Linked DNA regions of Anas platyrhynchos: region 1 is linked to region 2. A link is a contact called in public Hi-C data. All regions are on one chromosome and are shown on one strand. Each heading gives the region's core, a stretch centred on a gene start, on an enhancer-like site or on the middle of the called end of the contact. The rest is flanking DNA. Distances are from core to core; before and after follow the strand shown.

What was found. A called contact is a pair of places that touch in the nucleus more often than the background predicts.
Region 1: a contact with region 2 is called in a Hi-C map of subcutaneous adipose tissue, with 1.9 times the contacts expected there. The contact joins the promoter of PIM3 here to the enhancer-like site in region 2. A contact is called at or near these places in 2 of 8 Hi-C or Micro-C datasets (liver and subcutaneous adipose tissue).

Annotation. Positions count from the first base shown.
Region 1 is chr1:19,966,529-19,973,109 of IASCAAS_PekinDuck_T2T, forward strand. PIM3 (Pim-3 proto-oncogene, serine/threonine kinase) reads right to left here and starts at 3,802. Exons shown (of 6, transcript XM_027458508.3): 1 at 3,349-3,802; 2 at 2,908-3,017; 3 at 2,754-2,804; 4 at 2,083-2,446; 5 at 652-828; 6 at 1-468. The coding sequence starts at 3,433. The coding sequence ends at 284.
Region 2 is chr1:19,839,145-19,846,609 of IASCAAS_PekinDuck_T2T, forward strand. No RefSeq gene overlaps it. Among named protein-coding and RNA genes, the nearest start is that of PIM3, 130 kb to the right of the region's middle. Within about 2 kb of position 4,202, at least 2 of the 8 cell types and tissues checked have an H3K27ac peak or open chromatin away from gene starts, as enhancers often do. A contact at or near this core is called in subcutaneous adipose tissue, where this site is marked.

The DNA of each region.
Region 1 (6,581 bases), core at 2,552-5,051, 130 kb after region 2:
GAGAGCAAAAAAGTTTACCATGTATTCAAGAGGTCACTGCTTTCTTAATAAGGTCAGTCTTTGACTAAGTACTGGCCTGCAACTCCCAAACATCAGCGTTTCCAAAGGAAATCTCTCATTCCAAAGCAGAAACCAGCAAAAGGGGAAAATAAAATCAAGTCCCTCAGACAAAGATTCAACTACAGAATAATGAATGCATTTTTCTAGCCCCTCCTACGTATTGGCAGCAGCACTGTGGTCTTTCTGCTTGTAGCTCCCCTCCCAATGCGATGTCCTTAGTAATTCACAGACTCTCATTACTTGAACTTGTGCTCGATACATCAGTATCAAGGGTCCGTAGCCTTATGTCACAGTCCTCAGACTTCACTACTTCAGATTTGTGCATCCATTGATGGTCAAAAATTTGCTCAAGTGTTGGTCTGTCTGAAGGCCTCAGTGAAAGGCACCATTTGATCAGCTGTTGACATTCTGAAACAAGCAAAGAAGGAATTCCAGATCAGAAAAATAAGGAGACTGTCTTGGAAAACAACCAGCCAACCCACCCAGACACATAACTTTTGTAAATTCAAGATAATCTCAAAAAAAAAAAACAAAAAAACAAAAAAACAAACAAAAAAAAAAGTCCCCACTCAACACCCCCACACAACTCACCAGGTGAAATTCTCCTCCTGAAGTATAATCGTCCCCTCAAGATTTCTTCATCTTGCTCAAAAGGGATGTCTCCGCAAACCATATCATACAGCAGAACTCCCAGAGACCATACTGTCGCTGACCTCCCATGGTATCTATGGTATCTGATCCACTCTGGCGGGCTGTATACTCTCGTTCCTAAAAGCAGGAAAAAAAGTAAAGGATTAGTGTTTTCCCATTCTTCAAGTAGCTCTACTAAGGCTAAATTAAGTTCATTGTTTGGAATAAAAAAAAAAAAAAAAAAGCAGGTTTTGATTTTTTTTTTATGGCCCCAAACTATTAGTGGTGTAACTTCAGGTCATCTGTGGAGTTACACCATCAACCATCCGGTTGTGCTATTTTGTTGCAAGGAATAACAGGGCTGCCATCAGCTGACTGTTTACTAAGGCGAGCTCCCTTTCACTGACCACGTGGCGTCTGCAGCATCACACCAAAAATAGACACAAAAGGACAAAGGGGGCTGTCGGGGAGGAGAAGAGAGGGAGTGGAGAAGGTGAAACTCAGGTCTGCCTTATTACACAGGGATAATCTGCTTTATCCAATTCCACTGGGCAGTAAACAAAATAAGGCTGCTTACAATTTTTATGTTTTTTTTTTTTTTTTTTTTAAAAAAAAGGCCCCATGCTTCTCTGCAGCAGCCTTTTTAACCCGCCCTCTCTTTGCCTGCGGTGCTCCTTGGATACCAAACAAAAACGAGAATTTGTGATGCTGAAGGTCACGTGGCCTAGGGGTTCGGGTTTCACAACAAACAGATGTTAAGTGCAGCAGCTGAGGATGGAGGTCGGAAAAAAAAAAAAAGTCCCTTGGTTACATCAGTCACATTCAAAGGGCAAGGGAAAATATCCTCTATCATGTGCAAGCTTATTTTCAGATTTCCCATCTCTAAACCATCAAGCCTGACCCTGAAGCTAGTATCACGTTATTTTCAGGGAGCGTATTTGTCCCATCACTTTGAAATCTGCAATGCGGGATTTCCAGGACACCAGCGGAAAGGGAGGGGGAGAGCTATTGCTTCGAGTTAAAAAAAGCACTGCATGTAAAAACTGCATATCCACACATGGAAACATCCGACACTGGTGAAGCCTCCATGTAAACAGATCGCCCTCTAGGAAAAAAAATGCTTTTTCCAAGACAGGGAAATATAAACTGCTGCGTCACTGCCTGGAATTGCTTCTTTCCTACGCAACTGAACACCCTAAGCTGCTTCGGGTCCAAAGGTTTCCATTACCGATAGACCTGATATGAACCGCTGCGTCAGAGGCGCCCTCGCTACTTGGAGGCGCCAGAAACAGGATAAGCGGCAGCTATAGGGCATCGCCCTGGGAGGGGCACGGGGTCTGGCCAAACTCGGCACGCCGTGGCTGGGCTGCCCCAGGCAAGGAGGGCACGTACCATCAAAGTCAGTATAGACTGTGTCCTTGAGGATGGCCCCTGAGCCGAAGTCGATTAGCTTCAGCTCGCCTGTCCTGAGGTCAACCAGCAGGTTCTCATCCTTGATGTCCCGGTGCACCACGCCGCAGCCGTAGCAGTGGCGCACCGCCTCCAGCACCTGCCGGAAGAACCCACGGGCTGTGTCCTCGTCCAGGGCTCCCTTCTCCGTGATGAAGTCAAAGAGATCCTTCACCAGCTCGGGCCGCTCCATGATGATCAGGTAGCCATCAGGACGCTCGTACCAGTCCAGCAGCTTGATGACCCCCCTGAAGCCGGAGCCCACCTTCTTCAGGAGGACGATCTCCAAGGGCACCATGACGCCGCCCTGGGCAGAGAAAGGGGAGGCGAGCGGGTCACTCGGGGGCGGCGGGCAGGGCAGGGCAGGACGAGGCAAGGCAGGGTAGGGCAGTGCCACCCACCGCCGCCCCGCGGGGTGGCTCCTCCGCTGCCGCAGTCCGAGGGGCGGGCGCGGCGCTGCGGCGGCGAACCCCCGCCAAATTCCCCCCGACGCAGACACCGCGCCGGCGGGCGGGGCGAGCCCCGCCGCCCACACAATAGCCCCGACGGAGCCCACCCCTCCCAAAAATAAAATTAATAAGAAAAAAAATAAATAAGAAAAATGAAGTACTTACAATCGTGCCCCACTCGGTCACCCGCTCCTTCACCACATGCTTCACGGCGACCTGCGGGGCGAGGAGGGGGGAAAGGGAGGGCGGTGAGCGGCGGGGCCGGGCAGGGCAGGGCTCGCCCCGTGCCCGCCGCCCGCCGAGCCGCCCCGAGCCTCACCGGCAAGCCGTCGGCGATCCTGCTGCCCGCGTAGACGGTGCCGAAGCCGCCGCTGCCCAGCACGGAGCCCACCTGGTACACTTTGTCGAACGGCTCCTTCTCCACTTTCACTGGGGAAACAGGAGGGAAAGCGCGGCGTTAGCGACCGGGCTACGCCTCGGCGAAAATTAGGGCTCAAAAAAAAAAAAATTAAAAAAATAAAATAATAATATACATATTAAATCCCCCCCCCGAGCACGTCCGCTGGACGCGTCGCCCTAATTCTGCACGAGGCTTTTTTTTTTTTTTTTTAAATTTCCTCCTCAAAAATCTTCTTCGGTTATATTAAAAAAAAAAAAAACGCAATAAAAAGGGGAGAGCCCCAAGTTTCGGGCGGCTGCGTGGCGCCGGCCACGGGGCTGGGGCCGCCCGCGGGGGGAAGCCCCCGGCGCCCCGCCGTACCTGGCTGCAGGATCTTCACCGGCAAGTGGTCCATGCTGGCGGGGCTGCAGATGTGGGCCAGCGAGCCGAACTTGGAGAGCAACATCTTCCGTGCGGGGGGAGCCCCCTGCGTCCTCCTCCTCCTCCTCAGCGAGCCCAGACCCTCCGCGCGGGGCTTCCCTGGTGGCCCTGCGGCGGGCACCGACGGCCTCCCCGGCACGGATCCGCGCCAAGTCCCCCTCCTTGTCCTCGTCCTCGTTCTCCGGCGGCGGCGAAAGGGCCCCTTCCAGCCGGGGGCCGCGTCCGTGAAGCCGGCCCTGCGGTGCGGTGCGGCGGTGGCGGCGGGGAGCGGGCTGGGCGCAGGAGCCGCGCCGCCGCCCTGCCTGCCCGCGCGCTTCTGAGCCGGCGGCGCCGCGGAGCCGCCTCTTAACTCCCAATATTTTGGTGCGGGCAGAGCGCGGATGGTGCCGAGAGGGTATCCCTCCGCGGGGGAGGCGGTGTGTGTGTATGGGGGGGGGGGACACGCCTCTCCCCGCCGCCCCGGCTCGACCCCTCCTCTCCTCCGCGACGGGGCGCCCGCGGTGCGGCGGTGGGGGCTGCGGAGTCCCCGGCCCTCCCCGTCGCGCCGGCGGGCGGGGGGAGATGGCGGGGGGCCGGGAACTACTTGTTTGTAGTAAGCGGCGCGCAGCGTTACAGGGCGTCTGAGGCACGCAGCACGCACCAGCGGCGAGAAAGGGGAGGGGGGGCGAAGAGGAGGAGGGAGGGGGGAGATTCTCCTATTTGCGTTAACATTTGCGGGCGGCCAATCAGCGGGCGCCTTTTCAAAGAGCTCCCGGCGCAGGCCAATGAGGAGGGGCCTCATCTGCATGCGGCGGAGGGCGGGAACGCCGCGGCCCCGCCCCGCGGCTGCGGGAAGGTCGCCGCGCGCCGGGCCGAGACGCGGCGTCTGGGGCTGGGCGGGGAGGGAAGGGGGGGGCCGGGGACACGCCGCCGCCATGGCCGGGGTGCGGCGCTTCCCAACCCCGCCCGCTCCCTCCTTCCCCTCCCCTCCCGCCCCGCTCTCCGCAGAGCCGGCGCCGGGCGAGGCAGCGCGCTGTGCGCTCGCCCCGTGGTGTTTTCCCCTGCCCGTGAGCCCCGCGCTCCTCTCCAGTCACGCAGCCCCCGCGGAGCGCCCCCGAGGGCTTCCCCGCCTCCCCGCTCCGGCGGCGGCCGGCTGGCGGCTCCTCCCGGCACGGCGCCCCCCGCCCGCCCCGCAGGGGGCGCTGCCTCTACAGGAATGGCGGAGCCGCGGCGGTGGAGGAGGCGCTGAGGGGACGGAGCCCCCCCAGTGCCGCCCCCCCTCCTCCCCCGAGGCTTCCCGGGGCGCCGCCGAGCGGCCCCGGGGAGGCCGTTAACGGCCGCCCCACGTCAGGCCTCCGGCGGCCGCCTGGGCTGAGGAGGCGGGCAGGGAGGGGAGAGGCTGCCAAGCGTCGGCCCGCCAGAGGTGGTGGGCCACTGGTTTCGAAAATAAATAATAAATAAATAAGCGTCTGCTGTGCTTGGCGTGTAACAGCGTCTTGAGAACTGCTCCAGTAGCTGCTTGGGCCGCTCTCCAGAGGCGCTGAGTGGAGGGGTGGCAGGCAGACGAGCGAGGCCGAAGTTTGGCCAAGCACGGTGCTTGCAGGCAGCAGACCCAGAGGGTGCCTCACAGCACCACAGGCCCCCTCACAGCACCCGCGCCCTGGCTGCGTAACGGGAACGCCTGGTGTCCCCGTGTTGGAAAAAGTGAGGGAGGAGAAGCTGATATTGCACGGGGATCCCTGAAGTGGGGGTATTTTTGGACAACCACTTCAAGAGCTGGCAGTCCTTCCGCTCCAGGCGCTGGGAGAGCCGTGTTGCAGTTGGCATTCTCTGATAATAGTAGTGCTACAATCTCAGACAGTCATGCCTATAAACAAAGCGAGGGCTTCTAGGGAGGCGTAATATCTTTTATTAGATTAGACCAACTGATGTAAAGGTCAAGTTTTCAGGCGCAGTTTCAACCCTTTGTGTCCCAGAATGTGCTTTTTGAAGCTAGATCAATTGGTCTATAAAAGTTACTACCTCGTACAGAATGTGGTATTTCCAGAGGAATGCGGCTAAACCACTGGGTTTAGTGAGCAGCTGAAGGGATTGGGAAGCTTCTGGTTTATGATTTTTTCTTTTTTAAAGATAATGATTTGGACTTATCAGATAAAACAATAAAAGGGCACTTTTTTTTTTTCTTTCTTTTTTTGGTGAGGAATTTTGACTATCTCTAATAACATGAAATAAATTTTTAAAAGGTTTCTCCATATAGTGACATATGCACAGTTTATTGCTGCTGAGTTGTAAACAGGCACAAATAACGGGAAGATTTCATGATCTGAAAATTCATGTTCTAGGTATATTGTAAAGATTTAGCCGCTTTTGTCAGTGGCTATTTTAAGCATTGTTTTACACAAAGAGGAAGTGTTCCTCATGCTCAAAATTAGATTTCTGCTTATTAAAATAGCAAATATTTCTAAAGAGGAAAAACAGGCATTAAATATTAATATATATAAATGCTAATTATTTAGGGAAGTAACACTACAAGTAGTTTTTTTGTTTGTTTGTTTTTGTTTTTTTTTTTTGTTATGTGGCTAAGCTTGAAAAGTCATGCATGTATCACTAGTTTGCACATGTAAAACATCAGGTCTTTTTAATTCCAACTGCATTTGCAATTTCATTCATCCATCTTTGTCTTGTCAATCTGTGATAGATGAATGATACATTTGCCTTGAGCCTGTTCAAGAAAATAATTTGGAGTTTCTTCAATATACTTTTGCATTTAGGATTGTATCTTCTTCAGCTGTGTCAGCCCTAATACTTTAAGATGAGAACATAGCGTACCTTCACACATCTCTGTGAGGCAAATTGGTAAAAAAGACCAAGATCGATATCTGGTATTGGTACAACTCCTGATCCGATTTGTATTTTCACAGTAGTGTAACAGGAAGGGTACTTTACATTTAACGTTAAAGAAAATAAGGTAGTTACTGTACATTAAAAAAAAAAAAAAAAAAAAAAAAAAAAAAAAAAAAAGATAAGGGAGTATTTGTTCTTCATTCATGTAATTTTGGCAGACAGACATTTAATTTGTATACAGCTACAAGGACTCTTGGTTTGACAGAATTACAGATGGATCCCAGACATGGAATTTACCCTGTCTTTACACATAAGCCTTTCATGGGTTTGTGGTGCTCCTTTTGATCTGG
Region 2 (7,465 bases), core at 2,952-5,451:
CTGCTCCTACCCTTTGCTGGTTATTGGGTAAAAAGCTTAAGAATGAGGACTGTTAACCATTGGTTTTTCATTTATGTTTGTAATCTCCCCTCTGCATTTCTCTTTGCTGTGCAGTTCTGTACTGGCACTGTAAAAGAGGTAAACATAACAGTCTACAGAAACTGAATCTGACACACAACTATCCTAATTTGCATGGTTGACACTGCTAACTGCTTCCCATGGGTAACAGGGCCAACAATGACTTATCCTTGCTGTCAGTGTGTACTCACCAAGGACAGAATAAAGCTTGCAAACTGGAATTCAGGCTGGTTAGTATGGTTAATAGTCACTGAGATCAATTTTCTAGTATCTAAATTCATCAACTTGGTGGTAATGGCTAAAGCAAGGCTTACAATCCACCCTAGGCTATCAGTATCTGTATCAGTATCTGTGGGCCTCTTACCCTGGTATGCTGTCGTATTTACTTGCATTTCTTTAGTTTGTTTATGTAGAAATGAACTCACAGTGTGATTTTAATGTTTTTTTTTTTTTGTTTGTTTGTTTTGTTTTGGTTTTGTTTTTGAGATTTGCGTCCTAGCTAAAGGCATATTGCTCATGTGATCAGTGTATGTAAATCAGCATCGGCCCAGTATTAATCATAATTTGGTAGGCCTGCAGATTCAATAATAAATGTTATTTTTTTTTTCCTGTACATTGTTCTAAACTGTACACAAAAAAACACAGGCTTTGCTCTCATTGAAAGGGGTAATGGGTGTGACTTCCTGCTAAGTAGTAGAAATAATGAAATCATTACCTAAGCCAATGCTAGACAATCCAACTTGAATACTGGTAGCAGCAGAAGTTAGTACAGAGATCTGCCTGAGTTAAAATTGTGGCTTATCAAACTGCTGGCACTTGAATGAATTCATTTACAGCTACCATCATAATCTCTGTATGATGCTGCATTGCACCATCTAGACTAATGTTGAGGCCTAGGTTAAAAATATAGGGGTTTTGAGAACCCAACTTTTGAGGTTAGATCTTTACCTAGCTGTCCAAAACCAGTCCCATAGTTCCTTATGAATAGCTTGGATGAATGATATGCTGATGGTGTAAGCTGGTAAGAACCCTTTCTGGGGGTGATGAAGCTATTGTTTTTGGTACATTCTACCCTGGAAAGCAATAAAAGAAACCCTGGTTGACTCAGACAGAAATCTGTCTGATGACACCAATTGAAATATAATTCTCTTTACAGCCCTCACTCTCTTCAGTTTACTTACATCTCTGGCAGAAAACTTGCCAGTGATTATGTAAGAGCAAGACTTAAAGAGCAATTCAGAAGACTTATCCATATGGGACCTAAATATATTTCATAGAAGTATTCTAGTCTAGTATTCTATATGTGTGGTAATTACCTCTAAAACAGCAGCTATTTTTCATTCAATTATTTGTACAGAAAGAGAATACATATATCAAAGTGGAAAAGTTCATTGAATTACAAATGGTCATACCATCTTGAGTAAAAACACTATTTCAGAGACAAGAAAAAGAGCCACTGACCTATTGAAACCTGTGTCCTCATGTTTCTACTACACAGTAATACACTTTTATAAAGCCAGTAGTTTTTAAGCAGTGTTTAACCTTCAGTTTCTTAACTTTTAGCACCTGGGATGTAGACAAAAGTATTTGCTTGTCTGTCTGCTTATGTACTCTTCATCATAGTGTTTTCTAAAAAAGAGGACCTGAGTTTTTCTAGATCTTATCAGTTCTGCTTCTGATAACAACATAAAGCTAACACCTCAAATTGTCAAACAGTATGCTGAGTTCTCTAAATTTTGTACTTTTCCATAAGTGACTTATCTTGTGGATTAAACCTTTCCATGCTTCTGGACAGAGAGCTTAGTTTGGTTACAATCATATTCTCTTAATCTTGTGGAAAGGTACAAATTCAAGCCCTAATGTGTATTGCTCTTTGACATGGCTTTTTATTTTTTAAGAAATGGATAAAATTCTAGTTGCATTATTTCCCTTACCTTGGAAATTGGGAAAAATAGTAACTCTCTGTCCCAGATGGAATACATAAGATATATTTCCTTGGTCAATTAAATATTTTTAAACTTAAATATAAATTATATGTAAAAAAGTTAGAGGTCTATCTTATTTTCCCAAGTCAGAAGTCTGAATACCCTGTTTTGTACAGCTCTTTTCCTGTCTTACACTGGCACATGAGACATGACTGGACAGCAAGAAGGTGTAGATGAAGCCTTGGATTCACCAGACCAGAAGTCTGTATAGCAAGGCCAGTATAGTCCTAGACATAAATAAAATAATTGAGCTAGAAAATACCTCAAAAGATTATTTAATCTATCTCACTGATCAAGAAAGGATAAGCTATTCCATGATCATCTCAAGTAATCTATTTCTGTGCTTCACTACTTTTATTGTTAGGATGTTCTTCTCAGCATCATAACTGAAGTTCCCTTATTGAAATTTAAAATCGTTGTGATTAGTCATAACAGCATGCACATGGAACATGTATGTTGTTTGGGCAGACAGACAAAACAGTCCCTGATCAGAAGACCCCGAGCAAGACCTTGTCAGTGCTATCCTTCCCCCATCTTGCAGATCATAGTCCTGTTTGTCTGGTTTTTGTCTTCCTACAACATGACTGCTGATTCAAGTCCAGATGGTAACTCAGCACAATTCCACTTAAAGAGCTTATCTAGCCCTTCTTGCCTTGCCTAGATTGTTCTCTCTAAATAGTAGAAAGTTCAACTTCTCCTTACAAGTATTCCATATTTAAAATTATTCTTTCTTCTCCAGGCTATTTATTCAAATAAAAAAAAATCATTTTGAGTCTTTGTCCTATCCTCAAACATGCTTTCAGGCCATTTCAATTAGATTTTGTCTGAAGAAATAATATTCTTACTCCTTTTTCTATCATTCAGGATATTTAAATGAAAATATCTAGTATTAGGCTCAAAGCACACATCCAATAAGCTTTACTTAATATATCCTCATATTTCATTGTGAACATGAAGATGAAAGAACTATCTGAGATAATTTATAAATTGAGCCAATTTGCTTCTCTCCACCCTGAAACAAGATGACAACCAGTGAATCAAAGTGTGATTCAGGTGCGTTTTGTTTTTCCATGTGCTTCTGAGGCAGTGAGATCAGGTGCTGCACTAGATATGTAATGGAGTCCAGTGAAACTCTTTTCATGGAGAGAGCAAATTTTATGTATTGGAATATTAAGTAGAGCTTATGAAAGTACATGAAGGGTATTACAAGGGCATGTTTAAAGGTAAGTTTTCTAAATGAAATTTGGTACAACTTTGCAGAGAAAGTGACTGGATTAAAAAGATGAATACATTACCACTGAATGTTACACAGAGTTCAGAGACATTGGGAACTTCAGAGGGACCAGAACATGGGCTATGTAGGACTTTGTGGCATTCTCTTCCACAAGACAAAATAAATGGAATGCTAAGAAAAAAAGTATTCACTTGGTTTTAACTTAAGGACAAAAAAGTTTAACAGTGATGATATGTCTGAGCTGTCAAACATTACAGAAAACTGCAGAAAAGGAAGTCATAGTTTGATAAGGAGATGGGAGAGCTGTCTTCACAGACAGTTCAAGGAGCAATTATCCAGTGAAATGATTTACCTGGAGAAAATGATCTATTTTGTGAATTAAAAAAAAAAAAAGGAGAAGTGATAAGCAGTTATTTAATTCTTCTGAAACTAGATCCAGATCCACAGAAATCAATGGAAAGGTTACAATGACTTCATGTGATTTGGAGTAAATTCTTTAGAATATGCCATTGAAACATTATTGGATAAATTAATCTCTGGAGTAATTTTATTAAAGTAAATTGAGTTATTACTTAGCAGATTTAACTTAAGAGGTTGTTATGTCAAATATACGTTCATTCATTCACTTCCTCGTTCTTCCTCTCATTCATTTGAATGGGATCTCGGTGTGCTGTAAACAGTGTGTTAACTGGAAAAAGAAGGGAAATGTGCACTGTGAAGAATGAACATCAGCCAACAAGAAATGTGGTTTCAAAAAGTGTTCCTTCCAGTACGTATTTTTAAATAATTTTCATAATCATGAAACTTTCAAGAAAAAAACATAAGGGGGACACTCTTCATATTCCATTAGGTTTTTGGGTCCTATCTGATGAAAACAGCACTGAGCTGGAACAAACAATGCGTCAGGGATGATTATGTAACACGAGATGAAGAAATGTTTCTCAATCCAGTGCCAGGAAAGCTACAGGCAATTCTGGAAGTCACATGCTTTCTGGTGGGATTTTTTTTTTTTTTCACATCTCATTTTTGTATCTTGTACAAAAGAGTAGCCCTATTTCGGAAGTCAAGTTGCAGAAGGAAACAGCCAATAGAGAGGATCTTTTCTGTGCTTGTGAATTCCGGTTGAACCACAATGAGCACATTCTTCCTTCTCTTTTGTGGGCTTTGTTCTTATGGTAGTGAAAGTTAAATGGATCAATGGGGACATTGTTGAACTGACCTCTGGTGACCATATGAAAACAAATGGGGGCCATTAGATGGACACTGCTTTAGCTTGCCATATCTGCATTAGATATCTATTTTCAGATGGGTCCTTACCCAGATTCTATACTGTTATGTTTTCCTCGTAGTCTCATTAAAGACAAAATGCCAGTGAAATAATGTGAGACTAAACACAGTTTCCTAAGAAAATAATGAATTAACAGCTGGAGGGGGTGGGGTGGGGATGGGAAGAAAGTAAAGTAAAGAAAAGCAAAACTAAACCAAACAAAAACAACCCAAGGATTTTTGCACAAAAGTATAGAATGTGTATAAAAGGCACTGATAAAATGATAATTAGACCTATGAAAAAAATAAATATAATTCAAATCATTTGTCACAGATTGTTGTGAGCATTGTGCTAGATTCAGTTATCTCAAGCTGTAAATGGCATGTTTGGATGGGGAAAGAAGAGTTTGAACAAATCCTAAACTTCAGTGCAAAATTAAGTTCATGGACAGTTTGGTTACATTAGACTGGTAGAACTATCACACTAAGCAGTTCTGTCCAACCCCGTGGTGTAGAGCTAGGCCTTAGCTTCAGCTGAGACATTACAACAATATAGAGCAAAAATGTGAAAATTGCTTTCAAAATTAAATTGCTTTCAAAATGCAAATCAAATTAAAATGCAATTAAATTAAATTGCTTTCAGAAAAGCAAAAATGTGAAAATTGCTTTCAAAAATAAATTGCTTTCAAAACTAGGACCTTTTGATACTGGGTTGTAGTCACATTTTTTTTTAAATTTCCAAATTAATTTCCAAATTTTTCTTAAGTGTCATTAACTTTAGTCTGTGCAAGACTTAACAAAGTTGCCTCAAAATATTGTCCTATGCCATTGTGAGACTTCAGCAGTCAGACAGTCAGTGACAGCTGGATATGACACAGGAAGTATGAGAGACAATCTTCTGCTGATTGGCAGGTGGAGGTCAGATAGGATAGCCTTAGGCAAGAGGAACAACACTGCATGCTTGTGCTCTGGTAGATGAATCCCATGCAAAGAATAGAGTCCAGGCCACCAAGGAAAACACCTGTATCTAGGTATCTAGATAAACAAAACATCACATGAACAGCTAAGTTTGGTTAATCACTTTTAAAATTTCACTGGCAGTAGTAACCCAATCTCAATTCTTTACAAGGACAATTACGTGTTTCATGAGTGGAAAACAGTTTTGATGTCTTGATTTGAGAGCCAAATCCTACCTCAAAGTCCACATGCTACTACTGTTTTTCATGCTAGATTATAGCTTAGCCACTAGAAAAAACATCAAATTCTTGTAGAAGTGGCTAACTAGTGTGTTGTGAAACTGATGTTACAGTGAGTGAAACTTTGGGACAGTGCATGAAAAAAAAAATTGTTCTTATTTATTTATTATCTGGGAACTACTTAAATGCTACAAAACAGAAACTAAATTTTAAGTATCAAAGAGCTATTTCAAATTTGCATCTTAAGACAGATCATTTGCCAAATAAGTAAATAAGATTAATTGCTTGGAGGATTTTCTTTTGTGGAAGTGACAAAAAATTGTCTAATAACTTGAGTTGCTAGTAGCATCTAGCAAAAGCCTTTAATCAGTCCTGTGGGTAAATGAGGTAATCAAGAGAAACAAAGACAGGTAGAGGAGAATCTTTCTCCTATATTAGGAAATTAGGAATGTATGATGTTGCATATTGTCACTTTCCCTTAGAAAAGGAGCGAGAACAGCAGAAAAGCATCTTCCACTTCTGCCTTGTCAATGGAGGAGAAAAAAAAAAGAAAAAAAAAAGTGGGGCAATTTTTTCAGAGAATATCTTTCCTGTCATTGTTCTGTGTTCTCTTCTATGGAATGACCCTAGGTGGAGAAAACAAAACACAAGAATAAAATGATCCTTTTCTTCTCTTTCGTTGAACTCTAAACCAGATGGTGTTTTTGATTCAGGCTGTAATGTGTACAAGGAGTGGTTAGATTTTTATAGAAAATCCCAGGTAGTTTCCTCCAAGTTTTGCTTCTTCCTCTTTTTGTTAAGTGTTCTTTGCTTATCGTTAACAAAGAAGCTGATATCAAGAAAGATGTGCATTGTCAATTAACACTTTGAACTTAAATATACTCAAAAACAGCTTTGCTTATAATTCCACAAACTCTCCAAAAGGTACAAATCAAGTATATTATATATCTATTTTGAAAACCCTTCAAACAGCTTTATTATTATTATTTTTTTATTGTTATTATTATTATTTATTTTCTTCCATAGCTGATGATCCAGAGACTCAGAGAAGGAAAACCACCACACAGAGAGACTTACCTAACTTCATAGACATCTTGCAAATATCTGACAATTTCAACAAAAAGAATAATTAAAGAAATTGCCAGAAGGATGTGATAAATATTCTTGATTGAGAAATGGACTCAGCTAATATATTTTTTTAATCCAAAATCAGAGCATATTTGTTTTTTGAAGATTTCAAAGCTTCAAGTACTGTCCCTAAAATCACACAAAACTGCTCAGATCCTTCTCTGTTAGACATAATATCTGTATTAGTTAGACAGAATATCTGTATTAAAGTCAGTAAATTGACAGATGTAAACCAAGAGAGAAACCCAGTCATAGATTAAAACCCTAGATTAAATGTTCTTAGCATATTTTGATGGCCTATGCATATTAGCAAGTATAATATTTATTTAATGTTTTATTTTAATATCCATTTCAAATATACAGTTTAGTACTAGGTGTTATAAATTGAGGAGCTTCAGCAATGGGAAGTTCTCATGCCTCCTTAATAAGAATAATATCTCTAGAAAATCCTCAAAAAGAATATCTTCTTTTTTTTTTTTTTTTTTTTTTTTTTTTTTGATCCCTGTGGTGCTTTGACCAGTAATGAACAGCTTTTCTGGGAAGAAAAAAGAACAAAGGGAGAGTATAGCCTAAATTTC